4 separate regions of the Mus musculus genome follow, and regions 1, 3 and 4 are each linked to region 2. Evidence: chromatin contacts called from public HiChIP or PLAC-seq and promoter capture Hi-C data. All regions are on one chromosome and are shown on one strand. The core of a region is the stretch at or near the end of the contact, and the rest is flanking DNA. Distances in the headings are between cores, read along the strand shown. Region 1 holds the start of Zfyve9 (zinc finger, FYVE domain containing 9). Region 2 holds the start of Nrd1 (nardilysin, N-arginine dibasic convertase, NRD convertase 1). Region 3 overlaps Osbpl9 (oxysterol binding protein-like 9). Region 4 overlaps Osbpl9 (oxysterol binding protein-like 9).

Evidence for each region. HiChIP or PLAC-seq counts read pairs in DNA pulled down with a chosen protein or histone mark. Capture Hi-C pulls out chosen DNA fragments and counts their contacts.
Region 1: a promoter capture Hi-C map of adipose tissue shows a contact between it and region 2. The contact joins the promoter of Zfyve9 here to the promoter of Nrd1 in region 2. A contact is called at or near these places in 8 of 39 promoter capture datasets (the 3T3-L1 cell line, 3T3-L1-derived adipocytes, the C10 cell line and 4 more), 6 of 484 Hi-C or Micro-C datasets (cortical neurons, embryonic stem cells, forebrain and 1 more), 4 of 115 datasets of contacts at active chromatin or transcription factors (the 230-238 cell line, astrocytes, embryonic stem cells and 1 more) and 2 of 9 other capture datasets (adipose tissue and liver).
Region 3: a contact with region 2 is called in an H3K4me3 HiChIP or PLAC-seq map of embryonic stem cells, with 14 read pairs. The contact joins the enhancer-like site here to the promoter of Nrd1 in region 2. A contact is called at or near these places in 12 of 39 promoter capture datasets (the 3T3-L1 cell line, the C10 cell line, the HPC-7 cell line and 5 more), 2 of 15 datasets of contacts at CTCF or cohesin (the NIH/3T3 cell line and pro-B cells), 23 of 484 Hi-C or Micro-C datasets (the Ba/F3 cell line, brown adipocytes, differentiating embryonic stem cells and 5 more), 22 of 115 datasets of contacts at active chromatin or transcription factors (the 230-238 cell line, CD8 T cells, the NIH/3T3 cell line and 10 more) and 4 of 9 other capture datasets (adipose tissue, embryonic stem cells, liver and 1 more).
Region 4: an H3K27ac HiChIP or PLAC-seq map of the NIH/3T3 cell line shows a contact between it and region 2, with 3 times the contacts expected there. The contact joins the enhancer-like site here to the promoter of Nrd1 in region 2. A contact is called at or near these places in 14 of 39 promoter capture datasets (the 3T3-L1 cell line, 3T3-L1-derived adipocytes, the C10 cell line and 8 more), 2 of 484 Hi-C or Micro-C datasets (embryonic stem cells and long-term hematopoietic stem cells), 13 of 115 datasets of contacts at active chromatin or transcription factors (the 230-238 cell line, the NIH/3T3 cell line, the SCID.adh cell line and 7 more) and 4 of 9 other capture datasets (adipose tissue, embryonic stem cells, liver and 1 more).

Annotation. Positions count from the first base shown.
Region 1 is chr4:108,779,323-108,782,460 of GRCm38.p6, reverse strand. It overlaps Zfyve9 (zinc finger, FYVE domain containing 9), which reads left to right and starts at 1,622. Exons shown (of 19, transcript NM_001384118.1): 1 at 1,622-2,008.
Region 2 is chr4:108,999,354-109,002,842 of GRCm38.p6, reverse strand. It overlaps Nrd1 (nardilysin, N-arginine dibasic convertase, NRD convertase 1), which reads right to left and starts at 2,188. Exons shown (of 31, transcript NM_146150.3): 1 at 1,679-2,188. The coding sequence starts at 2,010.
Region 3 is chr4:109,172,556-109,175,753 of GRCm38.p6, reverse strand. The region is part of intron 1 of Osbpl9 (oxysterol binding protein-like 9); the gene reads left to right. Among named protein-coding and RNA genes, the nearest start is that of Gm46867, 28 kb to the left of the region's middle. Within about 2 kb of position 1,878, at least 60 of the 459 cell types and tissues checked have an H3K27ac peak or open chromatin away from gene starts, as enhancers often do. A contact at or near this core is called in adipose tissue, embryonic stem cells, extraembryonic endoderm stem cells and 1 more, where this site is marked.
Region 4 is chr4:109,146,179-109,149,644 of GRCm38.p6, reverse strand. All of the region lies in intron 3 of Osbpl9 (oxysterol binding protein-like 9), which reads left to right. All of the region lies in intron 1 of Gm52703 (a long non-coding RNA gene), which reads right to left. Among named protein-coding and RNA genes, the nearest start is that of Gm52703, 15 kb to the right of the region's middle. Within about 2 kb of position 1,799, at least 85 of the 459 cell types and tissues checked have an H3K27ac peak or open chromatin away from gene starts, as enhancers often do. A contact at or near this core is called in the NIH/3T3 cell line, adipose tissue, epiblast stem cells and 3 more, where this site is marked.

The sequences.
Region 1 (3,138 bases), core at 373-2,872, 220 kb after region 2:
TCAGAGATAAGTGGCAAAGGCAGACTTGGGACTGTACAGGAACAGCTTTCATTGATGAGAAAAGAACTGCTAGGTTATATTTTTCTCTGGGTGGCTGCTCAATTATTACTTGAACAGCTCCTGGACTCCTTATGTAATTTCCCCATGTCTTGTTACTATTATCCCATAATCTAAGGTAAGGCAAGATTGCTTATAATATTTTATAATATTTTCATGCAGGAAAAATGTGCTGGTTCTATTTTGATATCTGCTGTGCTGTAGAATGTCAAAGGATCCAGTGTACTAGGTTCTCCTCTTCAGAGGAGGATGTTACATAAATGCACGAGTGAAATTCAGGGAAATTTCACTTAGACCAGGATGATGAGAATGACCTTTTGATAGGAACACACACACACACACACACACACACACACACACACACACGCGCACACGCACACACACACACACACACACACACACAGACACACACGAGCGGGGTTGGGGAGTGTGGTGGGATAAACACACACAGATGGGCACAATCTCCAGATTAAGAATGACTAAGTAAGTGTTAGGGTGTTCTGGAATTAACAAAAATTGGAACTATAGGCCCGTCCTTCCATCCCCAACCTTCACAACCAGCTAGGCAGGCAGGAGAAAACAGAGGTTCAAAAATATTACATAACTTGCCAGGGTCATAAAACTCTACATGATGTAACTGGAACCAGTGGCATCAGGATCTGCCTGACACCAAAGTCCTTGCTTGTTCCAGTATAGCTCCCAGAAACAAAACCAACCAACCAACCAACCAAACAAACACAGTATTTGGGAATTTGAGGGACCAGGGGATTTAAAATTTTTTTTTTCTTTTTCCTATTTCCCTTCTGACAGTCTTTAGTTGTGACGTTATGTTAGCATCCTAGAGGCTGGGCAAGATCAAACAGGAGGCATTTGTAAACAAAATGACTGCATAGCCTTTAATATAACCACAACAATTTCCTTCTTTCAGAGTTTTTATCTAGGATTTGATAAGGGGTGGGTGACCCAGAAGTGGTAGAGGTGGTGGCCAGGGTTAAGTTAGTAAAAGGATGAGTCTTTTCTTACCTTTAAGTTGTTTATCGGTTTCAGGACAACCCGTTGGTTATTCTCTTCTCTTTGTCAGCGTTTTTTAAATTTTGTTTTGTTTTGTTTGTTTGTTTTTTGTTTTCTCCCCCCTACTTTGTAGGTAAGGATAGGGTTTAAGGAATTCTATAGCACATTTCTGTAGTGAATCTGCACAGTAGCTCCAAAAAAGTTGAGGTCAAAGATGATTCCTTTATCTGCTTTGGGAAGGGATTGTGCATGTGCTTAGGAAAAGAAAAAAGGGATTTGTTCTGGGTCACGCTCCTTTCATACTGACGCACTGAGGGAATTAAAAGGGACCCCCTGTCTCCACGAGAAATGAACCGAGATTCCCTCACATTCCCGCTCTCGGAGACGAGTGACGAAAGCATTCACATACCTTCTTGGAGGGAAGAAAAAGGTGCTGGGGTCTGACGGGGGTGGGGTGTGGGGGGAGCCGACAGCTTCCGGCTCCCGGGAAGCCGCGTCAGGGGCGGGCCACGGGCCGCGGGCGGCGCAGGGCGCACGGGGCCCCGCCACCCCCAGGCCGCGCTGCCTCGCGTTCCCTGCCGCTCGTGCCCGGTGCGGCCGCCGCAGTCCCGGCGCCGTAGCGGGACGTGGGGTCCAGGGGGCGCTGTGGCCCAGCGGCGCGGGCGGCTGAAGCGGCCACCGCGGCGGCGCCCGAGGCTTCGCCGAGCCCGTCTGCCTGCATCGCCTCGGTTGTCCCGCCGTAAGCTGCGCCCCCGGCCGCGCTCGGCCGCGCTCGGCCGCGCTTTCCCGGACCCGCGTGGCTGAGGCGGCTGGAGGGGCGCTGGGCCTCAGTCCCGGCCGCTGAGACCGCAGCCCCCTCAGGAGTGCGAGGCTTCGCGGCGGAGCCCCGCTGAGGACGAGGCTCTCGGCTGAGTGACGACCCCCGGGCCATGGAGAGGCGGTGAGTGTGGCGCGCTGCGGTTCGGGGCTCGTCTGCTTGCGCCGCCCAGGGGTCCTGGCGCCAGCTATTGGGCCGGGCGGACGGAGCGTCCTGCCAGTGCGGCCGCCGCGGGCACCCCGGAGCTCTGGGGCCTCGGCCCTTTCTCCGTGGGTCCCCGGGAGATTGAAGGCGTGCGGGGGGCGACTAGGCCCCGAGTCGCCGGGAAGCCCTTAGCCGGGCCTGGGTTCCGGCGCGGCCGGGTACGTGAAGATCGGGCTGGCGGCCGCACCGGTGCCCTTCGCGTTTGTCCCGGGCGGGGCCGAGCGTGCCTTCCTTCCCAGGGCCCTTCGAGCACATCCCGGAGGGAGGCAGAGGACGCTTGTTTGCAAACAGCTTTGGCTTGCCTGCTCCGCGTACTGAGTCCTGCGGAGCCACCCCCTGGGTGGGGAGTGGTGAGTATTGAGGTGCAGAGAGTGCGGGGCACTCGGAGCCCCTGGTACTCCAGGAGTAGCATTCACGCCTCCCTTGCTGGAGACACAGCCTTTTGCGTCCTTTTTTGAGGTGAAATTTCATCACCTGCCGCTAGCTCATCCTTTCCTCCTTATGTTACATCTTGTCTCTGAGCGAGGTCTGCTTTGGAGAAAGCCCCATCCCATCTTTGCTATGCTAAGTTTCCTAGCTACTCACAGTTAAAAAAAGAAAAAAAAAATCTTTTAGGAAGATGTCTTTTCCACCTTTAGAGAGACAGGAAATGTTTTAATGCCCCAGTCCTTGGTACAAAAATGTTTTACTCAAATAGAGAACGGATGGCAAGAAGATTTTAAATCATACTAATTACCCTAATTGCAAGGACATGCCGAAAATGGGATATAAACTCAGTTGTACAAGAAAAATGATTTGTTTTGTTCTGGTAAGGATGTAAAAAAAAGTTAGTGATTGTAGTTTGACATTACACGTCAGATATTGGGTGCTTCTTGTTTATGATAAATGTGATTACAGGTTATTCTCATTTTTCTACTATATAGGACTTATATGTACATCTAGAACGTCAATGCATGAAAATATGTATATATAGTAGAAAATTTGGATACGCAGAGAGGTACTATATTGGCTTTCAATATGTACTTAATAACTGGAGAGAGATTACTAGT
Region 2 (3,489 bases), core at 939-3,438:
CCCTTCCCCAGGTTGTTTTTTGAACCAGGGTTTTATTTAGTCCAAGCTATATAATCAAGGATGTCTCCTGACTTCTGATGTTCTCCTTCCTCCGCCTCTCCAGCACTGGGATTACCACACCCTATTCGCATTTTAACTTTTTAAATATCTGAATCCTCCCTCTGTAAATTTAATCATCTTTGTATGCCACCCTGGATAAAATGTTATTTGTTGCAGTATATTTAGCCAAGGTGCAGAAATGCTAGTTTGGGACCTGACACATACATTTAGTATTTGTTAAACAACTAGCAAAAAATAAGGTCAACGAATCTCTACCTGAAGCAATCAGAACAGTATCTGAGACTTAGCCATTATTAGGTAACTTTGTATGGACAGGAAAACAACAAACAAACAAACAAAAAAACCACCAACACCTGTACTGAAAATTTAACCTGGGAGGCCAAAACTAAGCAATGTTATTACCTTCAACTTGCTCACTTACAGGTTACAACTACATCTTTGGCAAGAAAAGTTATCCCTAGTTTATAAAGATATCTTGACCCTGACAAACTGACAAAAATTATACTGGGAAATTAAGCTAGTCTTGAAGCTGGGACTATGTCACTACTTTCTGGACCTGAGTGTCAGTTGTTTGTAAAACAGAAGTGGGGGGAAAGTGGAAAAGATGATCTCTAGAATTCTTTCCTTCTTTTAACACACTGCAGGCTTATAATAAGTTTGGAGCTGCAGGCTTCTAACCCAGCACATACTGCACTGGCTTTTGAGTCGGATGGGTAGTTTCATACAAGCTCCAATACTATTTAGCTGTCTAATTCTGAGTGTGTTTCAACGTCTTCAACCAGGAAAACTAAGCTGTAAGATAATAGAAACTATTTCAAATACAAGATATTTTATGAAACAAAGTAACTCTTAAGTTTATTCAGGTGGGGGATTGAGTCACCATTCATTCATTCATTACACATGATTGAAACATTGTATAAAATGGGATCTTACACGCCTACCATTCATACAACTGAGGCCCAAGATATCTCTAATACGTTTTGGAAGAAGTCATCTAGCTAAGCCATTCTAGTTGTGGCTAGCTACCCATGGTTACAAGCCACTCCATCTCAGGCTAGCTAAGAGAGGTAAACAGGAGTGATAATTACGAAAAGGGTGATGTAAAGTTCTTTTATTAAAACCACAGCATCCTTTTCGTAATTTTCACTCTGTTTTACCTCTCTTTACTCATACACCTTTGGATTGAGACTGAACAAAAATAACACACACACACACACACACACACACACACACACACACACATCTCAAATATCCTCTCCGCCAAAATTCAGAATCACTAACTGTCAAGCTTTCCTTACCAACCCTCCTCCCCTTTACCATCCATCCTGTCTTCCTCATGGAAACCTTAATTCTTGCTTTAATATAAGTCAAAAATAGCCGGGCAGTGGCGGCGGATACCTTTAATCCCAGCATTTGAGAGGCAGAGGCAAGCAGATCTCTGAGTTAAAGGCCAGCCTCGTCTACTCCAAATTGCCCTGGCCGCCTCACCCAAACACACATTTGGGATGGGAAGTAGTAACACCCTGTTGCTTCTCCGGGAGACATGGAGACCAGAAGTCACTACAGCACCAACCGAAGCCCGCACCCTGTTCTCCCCAGTCCGAGCCTCCTCCCTCACCGGTACTGCTTGGGATCGCTGGGAGACTTGATGATCTCAGGGTCCCCGACATTACTGAAAGACCGTCCCTCCTCCTCAGATTCATCCGCTCCTAGACGAGCAAGCCGGCCGCTCTCGCCCAAGTCCTGTCCATTGGGCTGCAGGTCCGGGCAACTGCAGGTGGACTTCGCCTTGTTTCTTCCAGGCATGGTCAGCGTAGGAAAGGGTTTCGATGATTCTTCGCACAGACCCCGTGCTTCGATTCGCCCCAGAGCCGTGAGCTCCCGCCCGGCCTCACACCGCAACTTCCTCCCGGTGACACAGACTGCAGCAACCGCGACTCTCCTCAGCATTCACCAGCAAGTCGTAGCGCTGGACATCCCGCTCCCCAGGCCCACCTCCTCCTCCTACACCTCCAGCCACTCCTCCTCCTCCGCGTCCCAGGGGCGACGGCGGCGGCCGGCGTTGTTGCTGCCCCAGCCGCTGGGGAGGACAGGCCTGAACCCCTCCTCCAACCCGGCCTCGCTCACACCGACTTTCTTCATCCCACCCTCCTGACAGCCGATGACGCTATGGACTCTAGCCAATCACAACGCACAACGGCCGTCACGTTTGCAGAAACAGCCAATGGGAGTAGGGGAAGCGAGAGACCAATAGAAATAGGCCGGGTTCCTGGCGCACCCAGAGAGCATTTCGAAACCTGACGTGGGCGGGGCGAAGGAAAAGAGGCGGAGGATGATGGGAGAAGTCTTGCTGCGATTGTGACGTGCGTCCGTAGCTGTTTTTAGGAAAACCGCGTAGCGCTCCGTGTCTGAGAAAATATTCCCCAGCGAGAAAACACAGAAGTGAGTCGCGATAGTGGATGCTGATCTTCTTCACCCACTTGCGGTGTATTTTTTGCACTCTATTCTTAGAGTGACTCAGCGGGTCTCTTTTTTAAAAGAGCAGAGCACCGGAAGTCTTTTCCCACCCTATCCCGAGATGGATGCAGTGCTTGTGGGTCACTAAGCACCGGAAATAACAATTGCATCTTTCCATCCTGTAGGCTGCCAAACCATTGGTGCTTTTCACGCTCCAGATCTGTTTCAATATGCTCACTCTTGTATGCGAATTGTTTATTTTTTTAAGCTTCCACACCCTGGAGTAGTCCTCAGCCTACCTTTAAGTTTGGCCAACTTTTACTGAAAAGCAAGAACATGTTAGGCTACTAACCTCAAGTAACTTTCCCAAGCTTTTTGTTTTTGTTTTTGCCAATGCTTTTGCAGCGACTGGAACAGACACAATATAAAATAAAAAGCAGTTGACCAGATAACAATAAAAAGCTGATAGACACCATTGAATGAGATCATACCACATGGAAGAGATAAACGAAATGAATATGAGTAAACAACAACAACAACAAAAAGACTTTAAGCCGATAGATACATTAGTGGTTGTCTTTCCTGCCTCTGAACCTTTGTGTGGCTGAAGATAAAGCCATACACAAAACAAATCGTTGCCGGTGTGGTAGTCCACACCTTGAATCTCAAGCACTCAGGGAGACAGAGGCAGGTGAATCTCTTTAAGTTCAGGGCCAGCCTGGTTTACAAAGCAGTTCCAAGCCAGCCATGTCTACCTACTAAGACCGTCTCAAAAACAACAAAAAATCCTTGGCTTGAAGTTTAGTTTCTTATGGGAAGAAACTGACCATAAATAATACATTAAAAAAAAAAAACAATAAATGCTAAGACTACAAAACAGGGTAGGAAGACAAAGTATTGAAGAGGATACATGAACTGGGGCAGAAGTATTTGAAAGCATTAAGATTCCGGGCAGTGGTAACGCATGCCTTT
Region 3 (3,198 bases), core at 629-3,128, 170 kb before region 2:
TGATAAATACATCTCTCTGCTGGCACCAGGGTTCCTGAGAAATTCCAATTCCTTGGAGTCTATTGTTTCAAAAGTCTGATAGCAGGGAAGAGGCACATGTGCCTTTCTGTAGAGTATCTTTGCTCCTGTCTGGATGATTACACTTTGACCTCTGATAAAATTTGTTGCTCACGAGAATTGTACCTGTCTAGTTTTAAAGAACATCACTACAGTCTGTGTTTGTTTATTTAAGGTAGGAGCAAAAAGGGGGCATAAACAGGGGTACTGCATGATTTCTGTAGTAAGTACTTGGGACTACCTCTTGAGGGTGAGTCATGTCTCCATTTTACCAACAGGGAAACTAAAGTCTGAGAACAGAAGGGATCTGGCAAAGCTGAATTTCAGCATTTTCCCACAGCCACCTCATTTTATTAAACTGTGCGGTCTATAGTACCTTCTTTATCTGTGGATATGTGTGTGTGTGTGTGTGTGTGTGTGTGTGTGTGTATTATATATATTCTTATAACTAACTCTAGAAATTATAGGGAATTGAAATTATTTTGTACATTTAAAGAATAACTTTCATATAAATGGTATCTGCAGCTTTGGAGCCTAAATGGAGAATATTTTGAATGTTTCTTGATTTAAAAAATTTTATTTACTATAAATGGTGTGTATGTGTGTGTTGTATAGCAGATGTGTCCAAGGCATAGGCTTGAAGACTACTTTTGGGAATCAGTTCTCTTCTCCCACCAAGGGATCTAGGTCAAGTTGTAGGGCTTTTGTAGCAAGCAGTTTTACCCACTGAACCATCTTGCTGGCCCTTGAAGATTTAAAAAAAAAAAACTTTAAAAATTTTATTTTATGTATATGCTTGCATGCACTTAAGTACCTGATGTGTACAGTGCCCATAGAGGCCAGAAGAGGGTGTTCAGTCCCTGGAAGTGGAGTTACAGTGATTGTGAGACACCATGTGGTGCTGGGGACTGAACCCAGGCTCTCTGCAAGAGCCACCCGTGCGCTTAGGCTCCAAATCATCTCTCCAGCCCCTATGGATGGCTTCTTAAGTGGAATCCTGAAGTTCATCTAAAGTAAGAAAACATAGCCTCAGACTAAAGCGATTCAGAACCCCTGTTGGGCAACAGATTTAATACATTGAGCTGAGTGGTTCTTACATGCTCTTAAAATGACTTTCCTATTCCAGGATATAATTTTCACACTCCACTGGGAAAGAAAATATTTGTTATTCTTTGAGATCAGAGAAAAATGAAAAAATTAATTATTATGACATGCTCTACAGCTTTTGATTAGAACGCAGAGAAATCCAGGGAAGTTTTATTTCCCCACAATATTATGAAGGGAAAGATTGTCTTTTAAAAATGGCTTTTTGGCAGGAATGGTTATAATGTAGTCCAGGGCCTCAGCTAGAATTTCCTGAGGGTAAGCAGGATTAGCTTGTTAAGGAACCTGGAACATGGGCAGGCACTGCAGGCAAGAGAACAGTCTGTCAAAGCCCTTAGGCATGAAGGACTGGCTGGTTCAGGGAGCTGGAAAGTCAGGCTGGGCCACAGGAATGGTGGGAGCTTTTGGACTGCAAGATTATTTTGTTCTGGTTTGCTTGACATATTTATCTTTATTTTGAAACAGTCTCCGTATGTAGCCCAAGCTGGCCTGGAGCTCGTGAGGATCATCCAGACCTAGACTTGAGAGCAGTTGGGCTGGTCTCGATAACAGAGTTCAGGGGGCACCACCTGGAGTGTTCCAGATTATTGTGTTCCTGAAGAAAGAATCCAACAGGCTCGGGGAGATATTAACAGGCAAAGGAGACAGCTTACTGAAGAAGGAGCCGCAGAGGGGTGGTGCCGGATGGAGCTCAGGTCCCTAGTGTGCTGCCAGTGCCTTACCCAGGAGCCAGCAAGCTTCACTGCTGCAGCCCGGGCCCCCACTCTGGATCTCTGGATTCAGAGTTGCTCTCTGTCCTTGCTCCTTTGTGCTTTCTGTGCTCTTGTGTTTGGATTGTTTGTGTGAGACTATTTTTTTATCGTCGGTTATTTTGTAGAATGCTCCATATTCTGATTCGCCTGAGCAGTTCCTCAGCTATTTGTGTAATTGCTTCCAGTTGTTTTAGTGTTTTGTAATTCATAATCCAAATGGAAGCAACATCATTGGCCTGTCTGGCCTTGTGTCTTGTGATTTTAAAAACTGCTTTACAATGCAGGCGGCTCAAGGATGAAGGAGATGGGGGAGGAGGGGAAGGGAGGGCAGGGAAGGGAAGAGGAGAGGAGAGGAGAGGAGAGTGTGTATGTGAATAGCTTTGCATTCTAATCTCATTGGTTGTATTCTAACCTAATGAATGTTTTTGTATCATGTCTTTATTGTTTTGGAGAGAAGATAAATATAGTTCCATAAAAGGGCTATTAAGTGCTTAAGAATGCCTCTCTTAGCAATGCTTTTATTAGTTGCCCTATTAGTAAGGAACTCTTTGATCATGCCCGGTATTTTCCCCCTAAATTATCTATCTGTGTTTGCAAAAATAAAAGCAGACTGTCTTCAGAATATCAGCAATCACTTCTGAACATGAATTCCCATCGCTTAGAAATTTGGAGGTTATAGGTGTCTGGGGCTTCAAGCAGGACAATTGTACAGTCACATGGAGTCTGCTTGTTTTGATTTTTTTTTTTCATACAGGTGGGAAGTGGAAAATATCAATTATTCTACAAGTATTACATATGTATTACAATCCCTCTCCTAGATTTTACTTAGGGTGGCCAATTAATTTCCAGGAGCATTTATTTCCTGGATGTCAGCTCTATGCTTCCTGTAACAGCCTGAGTTCCACCCAGGCTAGTGAGGGGACAGAAGGGACAACAGTGTCTCACCAGGATATGCTTTTTGAGCACCTAATGTATACCAGACACTGCACTAGAGCATACAATAAGCCAAGATAGACTTCTCACCCTCCTAGGAATGCCCCAAAGGCTGTACATGCCCCAATCAAGGAACACACAGGAGGCTGGGCACTCAAGGGTGAGAATCCAGACCAGATGGCTAAGGCACTTTGATGAGTGGCTGCAAAACAGAAAAGGAGACATGACATCTGGGGATTGCACGGAAAGTGTGGTCCCTCCCTCTTGTCCTCATCATGGGGAGAGATTCTTACACTCAATGCTGGTCTGTAGTGAAGGGACATGGAGAGGGATAGACATTGCAGTGGCTGTG
Region 4 (3,466 bases), core at 550-3,049, 150 kb before region 2:
AAGCATGGTTATAGGTTTGACTGTCTTCTACTTTGAGAGCAATGTTAGCTCAGCATTATCACCAGCGAACAGATGTCACTGTCTTGGGTTGACTTAAGATGTTTCCTCTGTTATGTTATGTTTCTGATTTTTATGTGGTAATGTTTCCAGTACAAAAAGTCACACATTTCATGTAAAGGAAGTGAATCAGCTCTAATTAATTCTGTAATTAGCTGGTTTAATTTCAGTGGTACTCGGGATATTTGTGTGGGTTGATAGAGCTGGACTCGTGTGTTGGGAGTTGGTTATATTGCTGTGGGAGGATTAGATCTCGCTAGTGTACCTATGTTCTTCTTAATTTGTTTTCTACTTTCAATCCTCCCTAGATATTTGAAATTATAATCTTCCCAAGTTTAATTATGAACTCCAGTATAGTGAGTAGCCAGTTAGACCTACCTCTCTAATCCATTTTTATTTTTGTTAGTAATTTACATTTTATTCCACAATTCATTTTTCTTACTCACTAAAATAAATTTTCAATGTAACAATCTAAGGAGAGTATTGAAAAGATGACGCTAATTATCACTCCAGTCCTTCTTCCTGAAGGGAAGAACAATGCCATTTCCTTGACCCTTCAGTCCTGTGTATGTTTAAGAACAACTTTTCCTGTGGCTACTAGGTAACTTTTATGTAGCCATGACAAGATACCTGATGGAAACAACTTAAAGGTGAGAAATCCCATTCAGCTCATGGTTTCCAAGGCATAATTAGTGTACCATGCGGTAGAGGGCATAGCAGAGCGGTAAGTGGGAATGGGGGTTTATTTGGGTTACTTCGGGAACACAGACAACTGAAGGGAAATGTGTCATGGAAAGCCACATCTCAGCATGGGCGGTGACTCTTGGAAGCTTCAGTTGCTAGAGCTCCCTGCAGGCAGTCATCAGTCTTCTGTCTCAAGCAAGTGCTGCTTATATATTATATAACCTTGGGAGGAGACCTGTGGATCTTACTTAGTAGGCAATCTTTTCAGTTTGGGGCACATTGCTTGGTGTGTGCTGGTGGAGAGAGAGAGTAAAGATTCATAATGAAAGGAACGTTTCTACAAGCCGTTAGACATATGTAGAAAACTCTAGGGTTCAATTTACTTCATCCAGTTTTGTTTTATTCTGGTTTGGTTTTTGATTTCTGGAGACTGGGTTTATCTGTGTAGCCTTGGTTGTCCTGGAACTCACTCTGACTGGATTTGAACTCAGAGATCCACCTACCTCTGCCTCCAGAGTGCTGGGATCAAAGGTGTGGCCCACCACTGCCTGGCCGCTAAGGGCCAGTTTAATGTTATGCTGGTCCTTCACAGGGATCGAACCCACCCTAGTGAGGTAGATATTTTTATCCTCACCATCCAGGGGTGGGCTTGAGGCTTGTATTAATTTGTATTTTTGGTCACACATGCAGGAAGTAACAGGGCCAAGATTTATATTGACAATTCTCATTATACAGTACTGTTTGTTTCCACCTTACTTTCTTGTGATTCTGGGTCAGTCACTCTGACTTATATTTTATCATACCGGAGCCCCTTTGTATCCACGTCACTTTCTCCCATTGCAGTATTAGTGTTTCATGGGAGTAGGTGTCGCAGGGTTCTTCTGTGCTCAGTGTATATCCAAGCAGAGGTCGACACTGCCTGGGCCCACTGAGGCAAGGTTAACTGGGACATTGGTCACATGGTAGTGAGTCACATCACAAGGCATGCTCAGTTCTGTCACCAACTATTAGGGAGGCTTGGAAGCCTAGCCACAGGACGCATGGGGATGTTCCCTGAATGGAGTTAATGACCAGGGAGTCAGACATTGACCTGTGCTCCATCTTCTTTCAGTTCTGGTCATGCTGCACAGTTCTCTTCTTACGCCAGCAGAGGGAGCAGTTCAAAGTGTTCGAGGGGAAAAAGCCCAACACATCTTCCTAGTTATTTGTTCTGTTCAGAAACTTGGTTTTCCTAGGAAAACTGAAGTGGTGCCTGAAATGGTGATGGTGCACAGTGATCTGCATAAACATAAATTGTGTTTGTCGTGAGTGCTGAATCGATGACATTCGATAGCTGTGTCTAGATTGTCTTCTAGAGGATGGGGCTGAAGCTTGTGGGACGTGCAGGGTTGTAACTACAGTCTTGATCTAGAAGTGTATCCTTTCTGAAGGAAAGGCAAAGATATTGTATTAGCAGCTTAGAGCTAAATATAGAAGAGAGAGGAAGTGGCTTGCTGCTGTTTGCCCTGAGCAGAATTCCTTGGAGAAACTGGAGCCAGAATGAAACCTTCAGATGGAATGTTGTTCTTGATAATTCAGAAATGCCTTCCCGCTTCTCCACTCCACAGGAACATGCGCACACTTCTCTTTAAGTACAAAAGCTCCCCCCCCCAGGAGCTAAAGAATGTCGTTTTTTCTAAGCATTTTATTAAAGTATAAGCATTTTATAAAGTAGCATACATTCATTATTATAATTTCTTGTAGGCTTCTGTTACTTTGTTAGGTCTTATCTAATTGATCTTGTTTATTTCAAAAGCAAACAAAAGAATTAGTAGCTGATTCATTTTTCACGTGTCACTTGCTTTGTTTTAGTCTTTTTCATAAATTTTACTTATTATTTCATTTTTATTGGCTTGTCTCACCCTGCAGTCTGGACCTGGAACTCTATCTAGACCAAACTGGCTTTGAACTGAGGGGTGATCCCCCTGACTCAGCTCTCCAAGTGCTGGTCATTCAGGCATGAGCTGCCACACCTAGCTCCTTCCTGAATTTTTTTTTTTTTTTTTTTTTTGAGAGACAGGGTTTTTCTGTGTAACCCTGGCTGTCCTGGAACTCACTCTGTAGACCAGGCTGGCCTCGAACTCAGAAATCCACCTGCCTCTGCCTTCTGAGTGCTGGGATTAAAGGTGTGCGCCATCACGCCCAGCTTTTTTTGTTTTTAAATAGGCATTGATTTCTCCTCCCCTTTTTTTCTTTATTAATCCAAGTAAAGTGATTATATCTTCCTTTCCTTTTGACCTTCTGTATGTCTCCTTGTGAGCTGAGACTTGGTTTGGCCCCTTAAAATCACCTTCTTTTGCCCCACTCTTCCCTCTCATCCCAAAATGCATTAAAGAGAAATTCTCATTTTTTCCCATAATAACATGTATTTGAATACTTCTTACTCATAAATTCAGTAAAACTTTTATTATTTTCTTAAAGACAAGTCCTGAAATATGGCTTTGGCTTACTTGATATTTGTTATGTATCCCAAGCTGGTTTTGAATTCAAATCCTCCCACCTAAGCTTCCAGAGTGCTGGGATTGCACGCAGGTATTGTACCATTAGCTTCTAGGGCTAGAGAGATGGCTCAGTGGATAAAGCACTGCCACCCAAGCTCGAGGACCTGAGTTTGGATTCCTAGAACCCATGGGAAAAGCTGGTGACAAGCTTAGCGTCAGTGAGAGACCTTGACTAACATAAGGTA